Linked DNA regions of Gossypium hirsutum: region 2 is linked to region 1. A link is a contact called in public Hi-C data. All regions are on one chromosome and are shown on one strand. The core of a region is the stretch at or near the end of the contact, and the rest is flanking DNA. Distances in the headings are between cores, read along the strand shown.

Region 1 (3,436 bases), core at 388-2,887:
CAAGTTTAACATTGTTTTTCAGAAGCAATTTTAATTTAAAAAACATTTTTGAGTAAAAATTAAAATTTTTGTTTTTGCTGTTGGCAAAAATAAAAATACTTTTACAAAGTATTTTTTGTCTCAAAAGTATTTTGTTTAATAATATTTTTATTTCAAAAGTGTTTTTTTGTCCTAAAAATACTTCTAAAAAATAATGCTAAACTGGCGCTAATTGTACGTAGTAGCTAATTTTAACTAAAGTTTTAATGTCAAATGTCTTGAGAATGGAAATTTTTAGTGTTGGGAGATGTTTTCTTTTTCCTACTTCCATTCTAATATTAAAACTTTTAAAGAAAATTAGAAAGATAAAAAATTGAAGGATAGTAAATTAGAATGATAGAAAATATATATATTCCATACGTATGCGTGGAAGGAAATTTTAAAATTTTAACAAAAAATTCTTTTTGTTTATTAAATGAGAGGGAGTAAATGAAATTTTTAAAAAATTTGAATAATTTCAATTATTATAGAATCTTCTCTCGTTCTCTCTCTTCTAATTTAGAATGATTAACTTTATGCATCAAAATGAAAAATGACGACTTCTTACTTTATTTCTATTTTTTCACTCTCTCCTCTAATGTTTTTACTTTTTCATTTAATCCCTATTTTGTTTCTTGATTCCATCGACTATGTTACCCTTTCAAATTATAGGTGTCTTTGATGATTGCAGACCCATAGAGATAAGATCCAATCTCATATTAACAAATATACAAGTGTTTAAGTCCGACTTATCATAAAATATGAGAAAATATTTGAACTCAATCTGATCATGTAAAACATTATTTAGGCTTACATAGGTCGGAATTGATTTATACACTATTTAAGCTATTGATTTTGTTAATGTCACTAATCAATTAAATATTAATTTTGTTGAAAAATTATTTAAAAAATCATTCTGTTTAAAACTCAAAATAAATCCATAAATGATGACTAAGGGTTTTGAACCTAAGGCACCACTAGTAGTTTCAGAATCAGGTAGGATTACCAATTGGACCAATTGAACTACATATTGGTCGAGGTATGATCTAAAGAGAGGGCAAAAAACCCTATTGACTTACAAACTTGTTAAACTAGGCTAAAAAACAAATGGCTGAACATAATTTTATATTTTTTTAATAATTTATTTGATTTGAACTAGCCAATCCGAGAATTGATAGTTAGAATGGTTTGACCATCGACCCGATTCCAGAAACATTGACCAACATCCTAAAACCTCGACTTCATCATTTCAATTAAAACCTCATTTAATTTTAATATATATTTTTTATGAATATATATTTTACATAATATTTTGCCACATACATGAGAGGTGTACTATAACTTAGCATATATAATATAATTAAGGTATAATATAATTTTTTACTCTAAATATAATAATTCAATCTATTTTAATTCTTGAACTTACAGTGAATTAACCATTGTTCAGGATCATAACCTCAAACTTTGTATTATTATTATTAAACCAATTTTTTTATTTGGAGGGTGGAAACTGTGTGATCCATATGAAATGAATTTAGTGGAAAACGGCAAGTAACAAGTAGCAAGCAAGCATGGTACCATCCTATAAATACCCTCACCTTCCCCACTTTTCTAATCATCAATCTCTCTTCTTCTTCTTCTTCTTTTAACTGTTTTTTTCTTTCCCCATTTTCATAGCTTTCATCATCTTCAAATGGCTAAATCACTTGTCATTGTTATGTTATGTTTTCTCTTAGTACTTGCTTTACTTGGAGAAATCCAGGTATGCTACTATTACTCGCCTCTTTTTTCATTTTAATCCTCTTACTATATGGGAAATTGGCACACAATCTGTTTGACATATATAAATTAAACTTATTATAATTTCATAATTTAGTCTTAAATCACTTCACTTTTGTTTTAATAATAATATCTGTATATGGTATAATAATTTTCTTATTAGTACTAACAAAAGTAAACACCCATAAATTTTATGCAATAGACAAATATATGCCAAAATTGTACTTTCATTTTAAGCTATGGTTTGATTTTTTGGCATCTCTATTTTTGTTTAGGCATCAAGCCCTTCTCAAAAACAAAGACAAGGCAACCATGGAAATGGAATGGTACTGAAAACTTATCCAACCTCAAGCTTTGTTTTGTCTTTAACCTTTTGTATTAATTGGTTTTGCAATGTAAAATGCAGTATGGTGCCACCCAAGGGAGCCTTCGTCCTCAAGGTGAGTTAAAAACAGTTCTAATTATCTAATTTGGTATAAGTTTCAAAAGAGTTGCAAATGTTATCGAATATCATTAAATTTCTCCGCCACTAAAATCCAAACAAGATAGATAATTTCCAACAACGGATCTTTCTTACATACTTGCACACGGTTTTGGACCCTTTCTCACCCATACACAATAATATATCTTCGTCTATACAACAACGCAGAGTGTGGTCCAAGATGCACACAGAGATGCTCAGCTACAGCATACAAGAAACCATGCATGTTCTTCTGCCAAAAGTGTTGTGCCAAGTGCTTGTGTGTGCCTCCAGGCACTTACGGCAACAAACAATCTTGCCCTTGCTACAACAATTGGAAGACCAAGAGAGGAGGCCCCAAATGCCCTTAGATTCCTAACTATATCTATGTTGTTCTCTAGTTAAAGTGCTGAATAATCCAATTATAGGCCATTGATCTTCTTCTTTTTTCCCTAAATGATGGTAAATTGTACTAGTATTTCCTTTTAAAGGAAGTATGTGCTTTGCATTTAAATTTGGGTATTTGGGTAAGGTATCTAAATGATGGGAAGTGTTATGGTTACTTTTTTGTAACTCAACTAATATGAAAATGAATTAGTAAACTAGATTTCTCTATTCATTTTTCAGTGATATCATTTCATTTTATGAGAAATTTGGGTTATTTTATGGGTTTGTGTTTGATATATGTTTATTGTATAAATATGTGTAATTACAGGCAATTTATTAAAAAATTTTAATTTTTTTTTAAAATTGGGTAATTTGCACAGACAGTTATTTTAGTTACCAATGTTTTTCTATTTTTACCACTCCACTATAATTTCTTTTTATTCAATCAGTAATGTCTCTTGAAATTTGATTGTTTTTTTTTTTAGCATTTTTGTTCTTAATTACTTTAAAAAAGCATTGAAATAAATTTTTAGCATTAAATATTCAGTAATTTCACTAATGATTTAATCGTCTAAACAAAAGTAGAGTTAAATTATGAATCTATGTAAGAGCTACAATCCCTCCTGTAAAAGCTCCTCTATAACAATTAAAATTTTAAAAAATATTTTTTTATATTTTGTAATTTTCTAATTTTTATGTAGTTTTATAAAATTTTAGATTTTTTATCAAAAAATGGTTTTTAATATTTTTATTTTTTATAATCAAAATTTTAATTGATAGAATGTGTAAATA
Region 2 (3,436 bases), core at 524-3,023, 67 kb before region 1:
TTCCGAATATCCAAAAAGTTTGAGCTCGTGGCTGCGTAACGACCGTCAATTGCCTCCCCCATTATACTCCAATCCATGACCGCATAACGATCTTCGATTCAGACCTCTACATAGACTTCCACCCGTGACCGTACAAAAGCAAAGTAATCCTAAAACCCGACATCCACAAGATAGGTTTCGGAGGTAATGGTCCCATCTTGGTAGGATATATGAAACGTGTGCATCTTGGAGCGCGATATCGCATCACCGACTCAAGACTACCTCGAACAGAAAATTATATTAGCGGCAAAAATTTTTAACATTGAAGCTGGGAAGAAAACGGAGAGGAATATTATAAAATGGAGGGATAGAGGGTGAGAGAGATGATATTTTTGGGATTGTGGAGTATAAGATGGAGCCCCCTTTTATAGGCATGAGGGAAGGGTGAGATTGTATTGTAGAGGAAAAGATCTCGCAGTCAAATACGCATTGCAGGACCAACGTTTTTCATCGAGTATCTTCAAATCAAATCTGCCAAAAAATTGTCCAAGTTAGGTACTTTTTTTTAGGTTTTATCAAATGTTAGTGAAACCTCGTCCAGCTAGGCAAGCTTCTCTGCTGACGTAGCAAGAAAGCACACCTAGCTAGGCGCACATTCCACCATTATCGCTTGAGTGGTAAAAATGTACTTGTCTTCGAAATGAATTAGAAAGATTGTCATTCGTGAAAATTTAATCGAAATGAATAATATACAAAATAATTAAATAAAACTATAATATTTTTAAACAAGCATATCAAAAAAGTTAGAACAAAACTTGAGAAAATTGAGAGAGTTGAGAGTTTAAAAAGAATTGAAAGAATTAAATTTCAGTGAAAAGAATGAAAAATGATCTGGTATTCAACTAGAAATATAATTACCGTTGGCCCTTAAAAAATTTTACCGTTAATGTTTAATTAAATGATCGTTGGTGGAAAGTGCGTCTGATTGGGCATGATTTCAATTTAGATGACAGGAAAACGTGTCAAGTTCTTTCCCCAAAAACAACCTATAATTTAAAAAAATAACGGCCTAAAAGGCCAAATAAAAAAAAATAGCATATATCCTTATTTAGCCTATGCTTAATTCTTTAAAAAGTAAAGAAGAGACAAAAAAGAAGCCTTTGTAATGAAACTTGATTTGGCAAAAAGGCCTATGACAAAGTGGAGTTTTTTTTTTATTATCAAACTCTTCAAAAAAAAAAAAAGGTTTTTCTGAAATGTGGGTGTCACCATTCCTATCCTCATCAATGGTGCCAAAATCGGAATGGTTTAATCCGAAAAGAGGATTGCGCCAAGTCGACCCGCTCTCCCCCTTCCTTTTTCTTTTCGCTGCAAATGTTTTATTCAGGTTTTTCTTTTTTCTTTTTTTTTTTGAAATTTGAAAAATGCATATGATAGATAAAAATAAAAATTTGTTTTTAATAATGAAAACAAGAAAACATGTTTGATACCTATCTTTCTATGGATTACCACTTTAATAAACTTTTAAACTTCTGTTTGGAAATGAATCATTCCTATGCGCCGATTAAAAGTATTCCATGATTTCTACATCAGAAAATTTACATGTAACTCTCGTCCTACAAACAAATCCAAGGCCCTACCACTTAATCCAGGTCTTGTTACACCAATTAACTGTTAGACTGTAAATCTACCCTAAGTTGTTTTTGCCCCATCATCTAACAATTCAACAGATATGCTAACTTATCTGGATGACACTCAGCAGAAGCTCCATCTGCAACCTGACTTCCAACTGGTTTGGTCCAGAACATCCAGGTACCTGTCATGATCTAAGGTATCCTTTGATCAAATACTGCAGAACATCACGGGAATGCCACTTTGCCTCATCCGCCACAATTGCAGTTGCATCATGTCCTGTATTGGTTCTACTATCTTGCAAACCTAACTTTCTCATCAGATGTTAATGTTAGTGTATATGGTTTCAAATCAATGTTAAAATTTGTCATGCATCTATACTCTGATTCTCATCAAGTAGTCCCAATTTATAATCCATGATGGGACTCTGACTTGTACCCAAATTAGTAAATAATTACTCCTTATGCAAGCACCCGTTTGCCAATGAACCTTGACGAGTTTCACTTGGTAGACTGTTTTTTAATTAACATGACATAGGGAGAGGGTGCCATGTTCTTCAGAAGATTCAGTCCCAAGTACTAACACCATTGTGCAACTCAGCCAATAGAGATTTCATCAACTCTTGTGGCCATCATATTCGGACAGACAGGAGGGATCGTCTTACGGCAGACATGACACCTAAATCCAATCATCTTGCTTTTGTTCTCTGAATTAAGCCCATAAGCATCTCCATGAAACCATTCTGCATAAATTAATTGACAGGAATATTATGAAAAAGTATAAAGGAGGAAAAATTTTCAAGCATCAGTAGTCAATGTCTATAATAATAGGCAGTCGCCTACAGTGAACTGATATAAAAATGCTGAAAATTAATTACCTTCACAAATTTCACATGCGATATAGTTTGAATTAGATGCATATCCTGATTCACAACAAAGAAAACATCTGGGTGGATCAGGGGAGGCAATCTTATGCTCGGAAGGATCAAAAACCATTTTTCTTTGAAATTGCATCACCCGCTCATCATTTGGCTTACTAGACAACTGAAGACCATTAAGCCAGTAACTATGGTAAGCCCTTGTCCTCTTCCTCTGCCAAGTAATTTCCTTTATCTTCTTAGTTGCTTTCTTCTTTGAATTCTTTTTGCCTTTCTTGCACCTACCAGGCTTTTTCTTTTGCAAAGAAATGTATTTTATTTTCCTAGGTGATCGGCGCAGTGGCACAGCAGCAGCACCCTTTTTATCCTTCCGTGAACGCAGTGACATTCGAACTGCCAGTGATTTTTCATTGGCCCTATTACCTTTTTGTGGCAATTTCCTTGCAGTTTTTGTGATCGTCTTCTGCCCCTTTGTGTCGCCCTTAGGTTTCATGATATTTCCCCCTTTTTTAACATTGACATTTGACTTGTCACCTAAGCAGCGATGACATGTATACGCACACTTAGCAATGATAGCACCAGCAGACTTTCTAACATGCCTCTTATGAAAAAACCCTGAAATTATATCAACCTAATTAGAAATGTGAAATATATGTAAAGAAAAGCACCTGTGGAGTTAGAAGCTCATTAAAGCAATACCATCAAGCAAGCAGAGCATCACTTTGTAAAAATAAAAACAAATTGAATACACTTTAATATAGAAGAGCACCACTTACCCTTACAATACTGACAGCAGACAGCTTCCCTGCCAATTTGATAATAAAAAAAGAAAACAAAACAAAAACAATAAACATAGTTAATTAAATGAAATAGTTAAGGAACAACGACCCATTAAGTATAAGGCCATTAACTATGAAAATGCGTATGCTTGAACATCTATTTAAACCA

The links. Hi-C and Micro-C count contacts between places; a contact is called where the count stands out from the background.
Region 2: a Hi-C map of fibers shows a contact between it and region 1, with 2.2 times the contacts expected there. The contact joins the enhancer-like site here to the promoter of LOC107956680 in region 1. A contact is called at or near these places in 10 of 34 Hi-C or Micro-C datasets (anther, callus, fibers and 2 more).

Annotation. Positions count from the first base shown.
Region 1 is chrD07:19,000,292-19,003,727 of Gossypium_hirsutum_v2.1, reverse strand. It overlaps LOC107956680 (protein GAST1), which reads left to right and starts at 1,637. Exons shown (of 4, transcript XM_016892256.2): 1 at 1,637-1,780; 2 at 2,073-2,123; 3 at 2,204-2,237; 4 at 2,447-2,872. The coding sequence starts at 1,712. The coding sequence ends at 2,628.
Region 2 is chrD07:19,067,683-19,071,118 of Gossypium_hirsutum_v2.1, reverse strand. LOC121219457 (DDT domain-containing protein PTM) reads right to left here. Exons shown (of 9, transcript XM_041097662.1): 7 at 3,265-3,293; 8 at 2,489-3,103; 9 at 1,536-2,353. The coding sequence ends at 2,208. Among protein-coding and RNA genes, the nearest start is that of LOC121219457, 12 kb to the right of the region's middle. Within about 2 kb of position 1,773, at least 3 of the 9 cell types and tissues checked have an H3K27ac peak or open chromatin away from gene starts, as enhancers often do. A contact at or near this core is called in fibers, where this site is marked.